3 separate regions of the Mus musculus genome follow, and regions 2 and 3 are each linked to region 1. A link is a contact called in public HiChIP or PLAC-seq data. All regions are on one chromosome and are shown on one strand. Each heading gives the region's core, a stretch centred on a gene start, on an enhancer-like site or on the middle of the called end of the contact. The rest is flanking DNA. Distances are from core to core; before and after follow the strand shown. Region 1 has its middle 69 kb from the start of Gm24382. Region 2 overlaps Mbnl1 (muscleblind like splicing factor 1). Region 3 has its middle 32 kb from the start of Mbnl1.

Evidence for each region. HiChIP or PLAC-seq counts read pairs in DNA pulled down with a chosen protein or histone mark.
Region 2: a contact with region 1 is called in a CTCF HiChIP or PLAC-seq map of the NIH/3T3 cell line, with 5 read pairs. The contact joins two enhancer-like sites. A contact is called at or near these places in 1 of 15 datasets of contacts at CTCF or cohesin (the NIH/3T3 cell line), 1 of 484 Hi-C or Micro-C datasets (uterus), 3 of 115 datasets of contacts at active chromatin or transcription factors (CD8 T cells, astrocytes and large pre-B cells) and 1 of 9 other capture datasets (embryonic stem cells).
Region 3: an H3K4me3 HiChIP or PLAC-seq map of bone marrow-derived macrophages shows a contact between it and region 1, with 4 times the contacts expected there. The contact joins two enhancer-like sites. A contact is called at or near these places in 5 of 39 promoter capture datasets (the C10 cell line, the HPC-7 cell line, hippocampal neurons and 1 more), 1 of 484 Hi-C or Micro-C datasets (embryonic fibroblasts) and 2 of 115 datasets of contacts at active chromatin or transcription factors (bone marrow-derived macrophages and large pre-B cells).

Annotation. Positions count from the first base shown.
Region 1 is chr3:60,194,384-60,198,806 of GRCm38.p6, forward strand. No RefSeq gene overlaps it. Among named protein-coding and RNA genes, the nearest start is that of Gm24382, 69 kb to the left of the region's middle. Within about 2 kb of position 1,833, at least 11 of the 459 cell types and tissues checked have an H3K27ac peak or open chromatin away from gene starts, as enhancers often do. A contact at or near this core is called in the NIH/3T3 cell line and bone marrow-derived macrophages, where this site is marked.
Region 2 is chr3:60,601,152-60,605,574 of GRCm38.p6, forward strand. Mbnl1 (muscleblind like splicing factor 1) reads left to right here. Exons shown (of 10, transcript NM_020007.4): 4 at 2,543-2,743. Among named protein-coding and RNA genes, the nearest start is that of Mbnl1, 100 kb to the left of the region's middle. Within about 2 kb of position 2,125, at least 84 of the 459 cell types and tissues checked have an H3K27ac peak or open chromatin away from gene starts, as enhancers often do. A contact at or near this core is called in the NIH/3T3 cell line, where this site is marked.
Region 3 is chr3:60,467,285-60,471,707 of GRCm38.p6, forward strand. No RefSeq gene overlaps it. Among named protein-coding and RNA genes, the nearest start is that of Mbnl1, 32 kb to the right of the region's middle. Within about 2 kb of position 2,312, at least 51 of the 459 cell types and tissues checked have an H3K27ac peak or open chromatin away from gene starts, as enhancers often do. A contact at or near this core is called in bone marrow-derived macrophages, where this site is marked.

The sequences.
Region 1 (4,423 bases), core at 583-3,082:
GAGAAAGAGGAACACTCCTCCATTGTTGGTGGGATTCCAAGCTTGTACAACCACTCTGAAAATCAGTCTGGCGGTCCTTCAGAAAATTGGACATAGTACTACTGGAGGATCCTGCAATACCTCTCCTAGGCATATATCCAGAAGATGTTCCAACTGGTAAGAAGGACACATGCTCCACTATGTTCATAGCAGCCTTATTTATAATAGCCAGAAGCTGGAAAGAACCCAGATGCCCCTCAACAGAGGAGTGGATACAGAAAATGTGGTGCATTTACACAATGGAGTACTACTCAGCTATTAAAAAGAATGAATTTATGAAATTCTTAGGCAAATGGATGGATCTAGAGGGCATCATCCTGAGTGAGGTAACCCAATCACAAAAGAACTCACACAATATGTACTCACTGATAAGTGGATATTAGCCCAGAAACTTAAAATACCCAAGATATAGGATACAATTTGCTAAACACATGAAACTCAAGAAGAACAAAGACCAAACTGTGGACACTTTGCCCCTTCTTAGAATTGGGAACAAAACACCCATGGAAGGAGTTACCGAGACACAGTTTGGAGCTGAGACGAAAGGATGGACCATCTAGAGACTGTCATATCCGGGGATCCATCCCATAATCAGCTTCCAAATGCTGACACCATTGCATACATTAGCAAGAGTTTGCTGAAAGGACCCAGATATAGCTGTCTCTTGTGAAACTATGCTGGGGCCTAGCAAACATAGATTTGGATGCTCACAGTCAGCTATTGGATGGATCACAGGGCCCCCAATGGAGGAGCTAGAGAAAGTAACCAAGGAGGTAAAGGGGTCTGTAACTCTATAGGTGGAACAACAATATGAACTACCCAGTACCCCTCAGAGATTGTGTCTCTAGCTGCATATGTATCAGAAGATGGCCTAGTTGACCATCAGTGGAAAGAGAGGCCCATTGGTCTTGCAAACTTTATCTGCCTCAGTACAGGGGAAAGCCAGGGCCAAGAAGTGGGAGTGGGTGGGTGGGAGAGTGGGTGGGGGAGCGTGTGGGGGACTTTTGGGATAGCATTGGAAATGTAAATGAAATAAATATGTAATAAAAAATAAATTAATTAAAAAATAGTTTGGAGCTTATATGTCATGAAACAACTGGGCTATATTTTAGTTTAGTCATCTGGTTGACCCGCCTCTTACATAAATGGTTATGTCAATTCATTTAAAGAATTCCAATACTAGTAAAATGTTTATGGTTTTTTCTTTGTGTGTGTGTGTGTGCGAGAGAGAGAGAGAGATGGGTGGGGGAGACACAAAGGAAGAACTACCTAGTGCTATGGCATGACAAAGAGTTCAAATAAGTATTTAAGAAGATCACCTCTTCAAGTTCTGCAGCTCTCATGGGATGAGCTACAGCTTGCAATGAGGATGGTGGAGCAGGTAAAAGGCACAGAAGTGAATGGAGCCATGATAGAATCTTCTTTTGTCTGGAGTGTATCAGATTGCTTATATTGAGGAGGACACCGTCATCAGGTTCTGGAAAAATAGTAATACTCACTGAACTCCAAATCTGCCTTCAACTATGGGTCTGAAATAACATTGGCCCAGTAGACCATACAGAATACAGTTTTCTGAAGTTATCCATGTCCTAATCTTTGAAATTTCTGAATTTTATTTTACATGGCATGGGGATATTGAGGTTATCATCAAGTTAAAGCTTCTATCCAATGTAACTGTTTAATTACTAAAATGTGGAGAACCTTTCTGCAGTTTGATGAGTCAGATAAACTGTAGGATCTGTGATGCAGTGAGGCTGCCTGCAAAGAAAAATGAAATTATGAGTCATGGATTGTGGCAGCTTCTACGTGCTGAGAATAGCCAGGGCAAGTACTCCTGGAATTTTAGGAAAGAGCACAGCCTTCTAGTTTATGTTATTCTATACGCTGAATTTGCATTAAGCTACCAACTCGTAACCATTTTTCACAACATTGCAGAGTGTTGAGTCATGTACACCCCCAAAACATATGTCAACCTCCAAGTTTACAGAATGTTTATAAATTATAAATATTATTAGCATTTCTACTGATAATATATCTAAGAATTATTGCAGTAGTTTCTATTATGTTTATATGTATGTATATACATATATAGACTTCCTGTGTGTAGTAGTAGTAGTAATAGTAGTAGTAGTAGTAGTAGTAGTAGTAGTAGTAGTAGTGGTAATAGGAGGAGGAGGAGGAGGAAGAGGAGGAGGAGGAGGAGGAGGAAGAGGAAGAGGAGGAGAAAGAGGAGGAGGAGGAGGAGGAAGAGGAGGAGGAGAAGGAGGAGGAGGAGGAGGAGAAGGAGGAGGAGAAGGAGGAGTCCGATGGATCAGTGATTCTCTCCCAATCTGGGTAAGAGTCTATACAATAAAATAAATTTAGTGTAGTCTAGAAAAGAGGAACTGACCATTGGGAAGCATAATTTTATTTCTTTACTCTCAGGGTCTCCAGCCCAATCTGAGAATAAACTTGACCTTAAATCAAATAGTAAGAGAACTACAAATAGGCTTTTTACACATACTTGGTGAGCCCAACATGAAAATGAAGACTGAGAATCCATATGCCCATTAATATACTATGTTAAGCAAAGAGAATAAGCTTCATAAAAATATTTAAAATATCTAGCAACAGTAAAGAAAGATAAATCATTTTAATAGACTCTCTGTGTAGACTTTTCTTCATGTTTACTCTCCATCATGGGTAGGCATCTGTGACTGCTATTCCTAGTTGTCAACTTGATTATATCTAGAATGAACTCCAGAACTGGAGGGTCTACCTGTGATCCAGATCTTGAGGAATGGAAGACAAGTTTCTGACATGGATCTTGTTATGGAGATCTTGAGGCATAGTGGCCATGAAAATCTTAGGCCCATGCAAGGTAGTACACACCTTCAAGTCTAGGAGACTGAGGTAAGCAGATCTCTGAATTCAAGATCAACCTGGAACAAAGCAAGTTTTAGATCCAGGTGTGGTGCTGCACACACCTTAATCTGCTCCACACCTGCTGGAAGCCTACATAAGGACATTGAAAGAAGAAGTAGTCACTCTTTGATTGCCTATACTTTCTTGTCAGCACATCTGTCAGAACCTTCTTCTACAGAAGACCAACTCAAACAACTAACCACATGGGACTGAGCAACTACTTGATCCTTTGTCTTTTTATTCACAACTGCCCATTGTTGGGTTAGTTGGACTATAGACTGTAAGTCATTACAATAAATCCCCTTAATAAATAGAGACATTCCATAAGTCCTGTGACTTGAGAGAACCCTGACCAAGTCAGTATCTTTCACAAGGAGATTTATTTCTGGGTTTTAGAAGAATGAGATCATCATGGCCTTCCTGAACTTGCAGATTTTCATGTGACTTTAGATTAATATAGCCTTTAAGCTAAAATTGCATATTGTGGATGACACCCACTGCTTATATTAAACAGATTAGTGAGAACCCTTAAGATCTCATTTTCCTTGATGAATTTGTCATTATTCAGAAGCCTTATCATTGATTGTTGATACTACAAAGTTAGCAAATGAAGAATAGCTCTAAGGGTAGCAGATAAATATTAACTGACTTTACAAACGATGACCTGTAAAACCTACACTGTATGCCTAGGAGAGATCAAATATGGACAAAGGAAAAATAATTCCCAGACAACTGAATTAGCTAGTAGTCAAAATCATAAGTGGTAATTACTTTAAGTTTAAAAAGCATGTATAGGGCAAAGTGAAAAAAATTCAGCAAAATTTATAAAAAAGCAAGGATGACAATTTGAGTGAATCTGAAAAATTAACAAAGATGAATAAAACTGCTGTATTGAGAAGTCCACTTGGGATTTTGTTACTCTTTTATGGATTTAACAGTGTTGAAACTCTAGCCTCCAATATCACTATAATTGGAGATGGAACCTTTGGGGAAATAACTGAGGTTAAATGAGGTTATAAGCATAGCCTGTTGATCCAACAAGACAAGTTTTCTTATAAGAAAGAGCATTCTCTTGTTTACTTGCTTCTCCTCCACCAGTCTCTCTCCCATTGTCAATTCTTCCCACTCCCTTCTTTCTTTTTCTGCACATATTCATAGAGCAGAAGCCATATAAGATTGTAACTAAGATATCTATCTTTATGTTTAATAAAGAAAGTAACTTCCAGAAAGTAACTCTAAGCACCAAATAATTTTGTTCTTGAAGTCATGAGCACTCTAAGGGTATATATATATATATATTTATATATATATATATATATATATATATATATATGCTGATTTTCAAGTGACAGTTTGTGATAGTCTGTTAAGAGAGCCAGAGCAAACAATTACATGCACAAATCTTTCTTCAATCATTAATTTCTCTGTAATGTCCAAAACCAGATTCATTTAACAACCTTATAAGAATGTTGGGAGCTGT
Region 2 (4,423 bases), core at 875-3,374, 410 kb after region 1:
CACATTTGGTGATTATGTGAGAAACAGACTTCCAACCAGACTAGAAGCAGACTCAAATGTGCCCAATCCAGGACCTTCCGTTGATTCATTTATAGTGGTAGACATGTAACATTCGTGAGCATCTTCTTTAGAAAATAAACATAATAATCCCCAACAAAGTGGCAGCTCATTCACTGAATGCCTACTGTAACCAGGCATTGCTTTGTATGGTGGGAACCTAGAAGGGAACTAAGAGATATCTTCTACTCTCCTGACATCCCCCCTCCCAAAGAGGCCAAAGAAAGGAAAGTCTTATAGTAAAAAAATTAAACATAACATAAGTAAAGCACTTATCACAGTGTGGGCTGCCCGGGATAGGGAATTACTAGTAATAATCATGTTTGTGTAGTTAACTAGGATGGTAATGTGAAATTGAATAATATTTTCAGTTATAATGAAGCCTAATAACTGTAATGTAAGCAGAATGCTTCATTTAAAGCAAACAAGTGATAAATAAACTGCCCCAGAATTAGCAACTGGAAAATGTCCTTGGAAAGGTAATGCTAAACCAACCTTCATTGGAACAAAGATATCTATAAGTCACTGCTGCAAGGATGCACTCAGTATCAAATATACCAGCTACATAGTTAGACATTATTCAATCCCTACTTCAGAGAAACGAAGACTTCAAATACCAATGCAGCCATTCCTATCTTTGAGATCTTACGAGCCCTCTGCAGGTCAGCTCCGGTAATGCAGGAGTGGCCATGGTCACTGGCTTTCCTACATTAGGATCCACTCTGAGCTGTAACCCACCCCTAACACAGTGTTCATAATTGGTGACAGCTACATTCTATCCATATGTAGGTTTTCACTGTATTTAACTTGGTGAGATTTAACGAGGCTGATTTTATTGGTGTGCTGTCATTATTGTGTCAAGTCAGGGAAAAATTTCTTCATCCTGAATGTCTTTATGAAGGCATTTGCCTTAAGTAATTCCTATAGTATACAGTGACATAAACATTTCAGTAGCTTGCTATAGTAAGTATCAAGTGGGCTTTCTTGGAACTCATTTTAATTTACAGCTATGAATGCAAAGAGAAAGGATATTAATTAGCTTTCAATCTTTTAGGACTCTGCTAAATTTATAACAATTCTTCTATGTGGTCTGAGATTCCATACCCTGTATCTGACTGTGTGCAACAGAACACACATTTGCCTAGAATGTTCTTGGACAGAAGTTTAATGCATGATCACCATGCAGGACTGACCCTGTCATGGTGCTGCCCTGGCCTCTAGCACACAAAGGGAAAGCCTGAAGTTAGCTGCTGTTCAGGGTTTTGTGGAGAGACAAATGCCACTGGACCCAGTTTTACACATGGATCCTTCTTCATAATACACATGGAATTTTTGTATTTCCTGAGGGCAGCTGCTTCGCATTGGAATAGGCTTGAGGTTTGAAATGGAAAGACTTATTCTAGGCTACTTCATTAGTCAAGGGCCACAGACCTGTCAGAGTAATTAAACATGGTGTTCAAAGCACATGCTTGGAGGACTAGCTATGTTAGGGTGAATGTATCAGTGTGAGCTATGCTATGTTATAAATTTTTCCCAGTGAATCAATGTATACATTAAATAGTCTATCGTTCATATTGTTCTTAGTACAGATGTGTACACAATGCAGAGCTGTCATGTAGGATGGATGCTCAACCATGGTATAGTCCTTTGGGACCTTATGCTCTCATATTAAAGAATGCCATTTACACATAGTAGATCCCTGGCTTCTCTCCATTGAATGCAGTAGCATCACCCCAGTGTGTCCTGCCCGCTGACAGCCCATCCCATGTTTTTTAATAATTCTGTGGCATTTCCTGGGAAATGTTCTGTCAGGCTTCACATTCCAGACATTTTCTGGAGAAGGTTAATTTCCATTGCTGAGTGCCCCACAAGTATGGGATGGGCTTGTAGAACACTGAACCTTTCTTCTGAGAAACCGACATCAAGTGACCAGGCCAAATGCTATCTCTTCTGTGCTCAAAAGACAGTGTAATCATCACCTCTCACAGCCCACAGATTTGGTCAATGTGCTGGCTGTGGGGCTCTGTGATCCCCTGGGACATCTGTGTCTGCTCAGATGATAGGCACTTATATCCTGTTAACACTTGAGAACAGACCTTTCCACTATATCTGACAGCAGTTACACAGTGTGTTTCTCAGACACATTTCTAGGATTGAGTCACAAAGGTGGAGACTGGGTGAGCACAAACAAGTGTCTGTACTAAGATATTTAAGACGTTAAACCACAAGTATTCTAGATGCCAATCTTCGAACCCCCTCTGGAGATATGAATGCATATTCTGCCTGCTAGATTTGGAGAAAAACAATGACTTAGCAAATATCAGTATACTGAAATCTTCTTAGACTAAATTAAAGACAGAATTAAATAGAAGTTAAGGAAGAAAGAATGAATGATAGATGAAGAATAAATGATAACTCTGTAAGTAGAGTATCAATTTGGAATGGAGACTTGCCATTAAGTTTTGCTTTTTGTTTCAATTTGCAGCCAATGTTTTCAGTTGCACCAAGCTTAGCCACCAGTGCATCAGCAGCCTTTAACCCTTACCTGGGGCCTGTTTCCCCAAGCCTGGTTCCAGCAGAGATCTTGCCGACTGCACCAATGTTGGTCACGGGGAATCCTGGAGTTCCAGTGCCAGCAGCTGCCGCAGCTGCTGCACAGAAGTTAATGCGGACAGACAGACTGGAGGTAGGATAAAGAGTTGAACCTTCATAGTTTCCATTACAGTTCTTCAAGTGTTTGTAGCCAGAGTGACTTTAAACTGAATGAACATGTCTTGGTTCAGTGTTTGTGCAAGTTTGCTAGAATATGGTTATGCTGTTTTGGTTAATGCAACAATTACAAAATCAGTCAGCATCTATGTCTAGGTTCCTCAGGGAGGGCTTGGAACTGGGATCAGCGTGTCTGTTTCTCCACTTTGTCTTAGTATCCTTAAAATCTTGCACATGATGCTAATGCTCAAACCTCAAAGAGTTAGAAAAAATGTTTGGCCCAGAACAGTTGCTTCTTGAATGTTTCTTGTAGTCATCAACACAATATAATGATTATTGGAGTGAACAAATAAATGACTGAAGTCCAGAGGATCTCATAAACAGGAACACATTGGCTGCTGTGCACGAACTATTACAAAACTCTCTGCAGATGTTGTCATAACCTCTGAAGTACTTCCATTGAGGCAGGCGGGTGGTTTTATGAAACGCACCCTGATAAAAGCGTTTTTAGTAGGCTGTCACATGATTGTCATTGTCTTGGGGCGGAGGATAAGCAGACGCACACACTTTACTGTTGTGACTGAAAAGGAAATTAGAGATAAAGTTCTAGTATGACATTACTATTCAGAATTTTAGCATGGCATGAATTAACAGCCTTGATAAACAGTTTCTGTAGAAAAATGGCCTAGTAAGTAAAAACTGAGTTGCCTCTCCTGTCTGTCTGCTTAGGACGGACTTGGGGCTGAGATGGCCTGGGTGTACTAATTACAGGGAAAGTAAAGTAGGGTGCACTTGGAGGGCCTTGACTCTAATAACTTTCCAGTCTGTTAGAAATATAATAAAATGCCTTATTTATTCATTATACTCTATTGAACGTATTAGAAAGGATATCATATTGTAGCATTTTGTGAGGATGTGCCAGATACAGCCATCACATAGCCTACCTTTAGAACAACCTGATGGGAAAGATGCTGTCACTACCGTTGTGTTGCAGAGGAGTCAGAGCAGAGCAAGAGATGGGAGGTAGCCTATCCTTGCTGTAGAGATACACTCTGCCATTTGGCTTCTCATTTCCCAAGTATAGTAATTCTCTAACAAATGCTGTCCGCAAATGAAATAGGGCAGCATCTGAAACAGTTTTCTTCCCCAATCTTCCTAAAGAAAACACAGGATTCTTAATGCATGACTGTTAGTTGATTAATGGGACTCAAATAGTCTGAGAAGAAGAATGCCAACATAGTAATTATTAATAGGTAACAATATTCAAAGCATTAAGAGGATATGCTTCAAGCTGAGCTACTTGCTCAAAACTGCTCATTCCCTTGAAAGTTTGCGTAGTTTTTTTATACTTGTATTTTGTCATTTTGTTTTTCTTTCCATGAAGAGCTGCTTGTGAGTTTTGTCATTTGCCTTTGCTACTTCCTAGGACAATCTCTCCTGTGTTATGTGCATTCCTGATAGAAGTGAGCATGCCCTTGGTTCTGTTCCCAAGATCTAAGTCATTGTCACAGTCATAGTTGGGGCCTGAAATAGGAAACATGCATGTGCCTCTTTCTGCTCTGCAGTGTGATTCCAGAACTTAAACACACGCACGCACGCACGCACGCACGCACGCACGCACGCACACACACACACACATGCACGCACACATAAGCAC
Region 3 (4,423 bases), core at 1,062-3,561, 270 kb after region 1:
CCCTTCCAGTTGATAAAGATCAGACAAACATCCAAGATACAAATGAGTGAGATCAGCAAATGAGCAGTCTATGAAATGGTAGCTGTGTGTATGCAGCATATGCAGTGAAGTTGGCTGTGAACATAAAAAATAAAAATATGATCTACTTCTATTTGGATTAGGAAGGTAAACTGAAAATTTCTAAGACATCTCTTCTTGACCCAACAGAGTGTCAACTCAATAAATGTCTTATTGTGTCAAATATTAGCAGCAGTATGGAACAACAAAAATTAATGGCAATTTATACTTGTAACACCTTTTTTGACTAGATGCCTTAGCATGGACAAATAACATGTATATACAGATGGTTCAATAATCCTTTTTCCAATACCTGGCTGGGAGAAAGAAGGGAGGCCTTCATGATTCTGTTCCTGTCTTTGGCACTGTTTTGAGTTGTAAAGTTCAGTCAATGAAGGAATTCCATATATAAATTCATTCTAATTATGTTTTGCAGGGATTGGGGACTCAATTGGTAAAGTGCTTATCCTGCAAACTGGCAAGACTCAACACCCAGAGATAAAATCCCATGTACAAGGAGATGAATGGACCTGTAATCCTAGCACTGGGGACCAAGGTCACTGAAGCTTCCAGGCCATCTACTCTAGCTTAATCAGTTAGCTTTAGGTTCAGTGAGAGACCTTGTCAAAAGGTAAGGTAGAAAGGTATTGAGTAAATCATACATTGTTAACCAATATGTAACCATTTATGTATATCTATACAAAAATGTCCACATATGAACACACACACACACACACATCTTAGAAATATCTTCATATTATGGTGTAAAGTGCAAAAGCATGCAGTGATGTTTTAAGTTACTTTAAATAATCTCACAAAACAATTTAATTTGTTATATAATATGAGTTTATAGATAAAATTTGATAAGAAATGAATAACAGGGATCAAATATACACAATACACAACATAGGTTATGCTCTGAGTGGTATGGCTAAAACCAAGATATGCATATCCAATTGATCACACAACTTACATCATGGGTAGCAAAACAATGGAGAGAATTTGAGTGGACTTTTTGTCTTTATGTTATATTACAATCCTTAAGAACGTACCTTTTGTTTTGTAACCTTCCAATAATATTTTTAGGTGAATATTTAAGGCCCCCCTTACAGATGAGGAAATGTCACAGAAATAATGGTTGCCTTGCTTAATGAATAATAGAAGCAGATCTTTGATTTTATTTTCTTCCACATTACATGGAAACACCTAGGACTTTGTAACATCAAAACTTCTCCAGGAAAACATGCATTCTGAAGGGAAAGATTAAGAATTGGTTACTATTTGCTAATGGAAACTTCAAGTAGAAACATGTTGAAAATACAGTGTGATGAGACAATTTATCAGACTAAATTATGAGAAAAAGCAGTATCTAACATTTACACAGCTAGAAGCTCCTATGAGAAAATCAGAGAAGGCGAGGAGGAAGCCCAGAATGGAAACTCAACTTCCAGGGAGAGGAAGTGGTCAGTAGAGGGCATGTGCTGAAAAGTGATGGCAAGAGAAGCCTTTAATGTGTTTGCAGTTTGGTGACAGAGCTCATTTCCTGACTAACAAGGAGACTTGGTGAATAAGAGGAAGCAAGAATACAAATGCAGAAGGACAGTGTGACACGAATAAACTTAATAGTGTTCCACTTCCTCCCAACATTAACCGTGGCAATAGAGGATGTATCATCAAAACTTCTCCAGGAAAACATGCATTCTGAAGGGAAAGATTAAGAATTGGTTACTATTTGCTAATGGAAACTTCAAGTAGAAACATGTTGAAAATACAGTGTGATGAGACAATTTATCAGACTAAATTATGAGAAAAAGCAGTATCTAACATTTACACAGCTAGAAGCTCCTATGAGAAAATCAGAGAAGGCGAGGAGGAAGCCCAGAATGGAAACTCAACTTCCAGGGAGAGGAAGTGGTCAGTAGAGGGCATGTGCTGAAAAGTGATGGCAAGAGAAGCCTTTAATGTGTTTGCAGTTTGGTGACAGAGCTCATTTCCTGACTAACAAGGAGACTTGGTGAATAAGAGGAAGCAAGAATACAAATGCAGAAGGACAGTGTGACACGAATAAACTTAATAGTGTTCCACTTCCTCCCAACATTAACCGTGGCAATAGAGGATGTATCATTTTGTGTGTGTGTGTGTGTGTGTGTGTGTGTGTGTGTGTGTGTGTGTGTATCAAAAAGAACTGGAAGCAGAGGCTCAACCAGATACTTGCACAACAATGTGTAGGTCAGCACCCTCCATAACCCCCCAAGGGAAGAAACAACCCACTGTCCCCTGACAGATGAACAAAATGTGGCATATTCACACAGCAGAACTCTGGCCAAACTTGAGAAAAGAAGGTAACTTGGACAGAGGCTAGACACTTATGAACCTAAATGAAATAAACCAGACACAGGAGAGCAAAGACCATGTGAGTCCATTTATGTATAGTACCTAGAATAGTCAAGTCCTGGAAATAGAATAGTGGTTGCTAGGGAGCACAGGGAGGGCAGGTTGTTGTTCAGTGTTCATAGATGAGAAAGTCCTGAAGGCTAAGAGCTAAAGGTTCCAAAAATGTGGATGCACTTGATGGCTTCAGAAGGTACAGATAACATGCTAAAATGGTGAAATCTATGTTACATTTGATACAAACATAGAAGAAAGACACGAGGAAACAGTGTTGGTAATTACCTCAAAAAATTCAGATGAAGAAAAAGAGAGCAGTAGGCTGGATTAGTTAGCCAGAGCAAAAGTTGGGAAGCTGGCAAAACCTCAAGCATAGTCACCAAAATAAATGCACAGAAGCATAAATGCTCATCTTCTAGACAGAAGAGACAGAGTACTGATGTCAGGAAAGAGACGTAACTTCTGTGGTCCACCCATTATCTAAAATGGTAATATTTCAAGATTTTCTCACAGTAGAAGCATGAGAACAATTGGCACCAAACCCTACTTATGCCAGTGAGTGTTTTCTGTGTCCTTACCATGAACATTAATTACATCACCATGAGATCTATTTTCTTCTTGAATTGCCAAGAGTGTTCGCCTTTTCCTTTTGAGGGAGTCCTTCATGGCTTCTCTTGGTACATTAAAGTGGGTAGAGCATCACTATTCTAGAATGTTGGGGTCGTTATCAAGTAAAACAGGGTTACTTGAGTACAGGTCCTAAGACAGTGTGGCAGGGCTACTAAGAACCAAAGTAGATAATAATTGACTGTGGGTAGGTAGTGCGCACAATGTGGGTCCACTAGGCACATAGAGGGAGTCTGGCATGGGATTTCATCATGCACAGAATTCTGGCAACTTAAAATTATATATCTGTTTTAGTTAGGGTTTTATGCTGTAAAGAGACACCATGACCATGGCAACTCTTGTAAAGGAAAACATTTGGTTGGGACTGGCTTATAGTTCAGAGGTTTACAGTCCATTATTTTCATGGTGGGAAGCATCGCAGCATGCAAGCAGACAGACATGATGCTAGAGAAGAAGCTGAGAGTTCTACATCTTGATCCACAGGCAACAGGAGACTGTGTGCCACACTAAGTATAGCTTGAGCATAGGAGATATCAAAGCCCACCCCCACAGTGACACACTTCCTCTAACAAGGCCACACATAATCCTCATAGTGTCACTCCCTATCACTAAGCATTCAAACACATGAGTTCATAGGGCCATACCTATTTAAACCATCACAATGTATCATTTCCATAGTTTTCCACATAATGTTTTTGAATTGTGGCTAGACACTTGTAATTGAAACTTTAGTCAGAGAACCCATAGATGAGGGGACACTACTATATCCACAGGTGCTGAGGAGGTAAGACTGGGCCTATAGGCCTAAATGATTCTGATGTTATATTCACAAAATCATGATACAAAAACAAAATCACCTAACTAATAATGAATCTCAGCAGTGGCATTTCCTCGGGGGACTATTCTGTCTGTATTTCACTAATGAATTCAAATCAAATTTTATGTGATGTCACTTGGGTTTATTACTGTTTGTATCTTTTGTTTTTGTTTTCTTTGTGTGATATTTCACGACAGGAAAGGGTCTTAGTTTGTTTCAGTTATTTTACTTCTTGTCAATTTATGTTAAATGTATGTGTAATAAGATGAAAAATATTTCCATTTTTAGTGATTCACCCATGCATCTGTCCATTGACTACACCATTAAATACAAAGCTTGGGGTATGGAATTAAGACCTCTGGGGATTTTTCTCCTTCTGTGTTAGCATATTTATTATTGTCTTTGTTCTATTCATGCTTGGGCAAATTATGGTGGTGAGGCTTCATGGGTGTAGCTTCTGACATTCCCAAGAGATAGCGTCTCAGCAAACTCCCTGGTTTTCTGTCTTACTATCTTTATGGCTCTTTGGAAAAT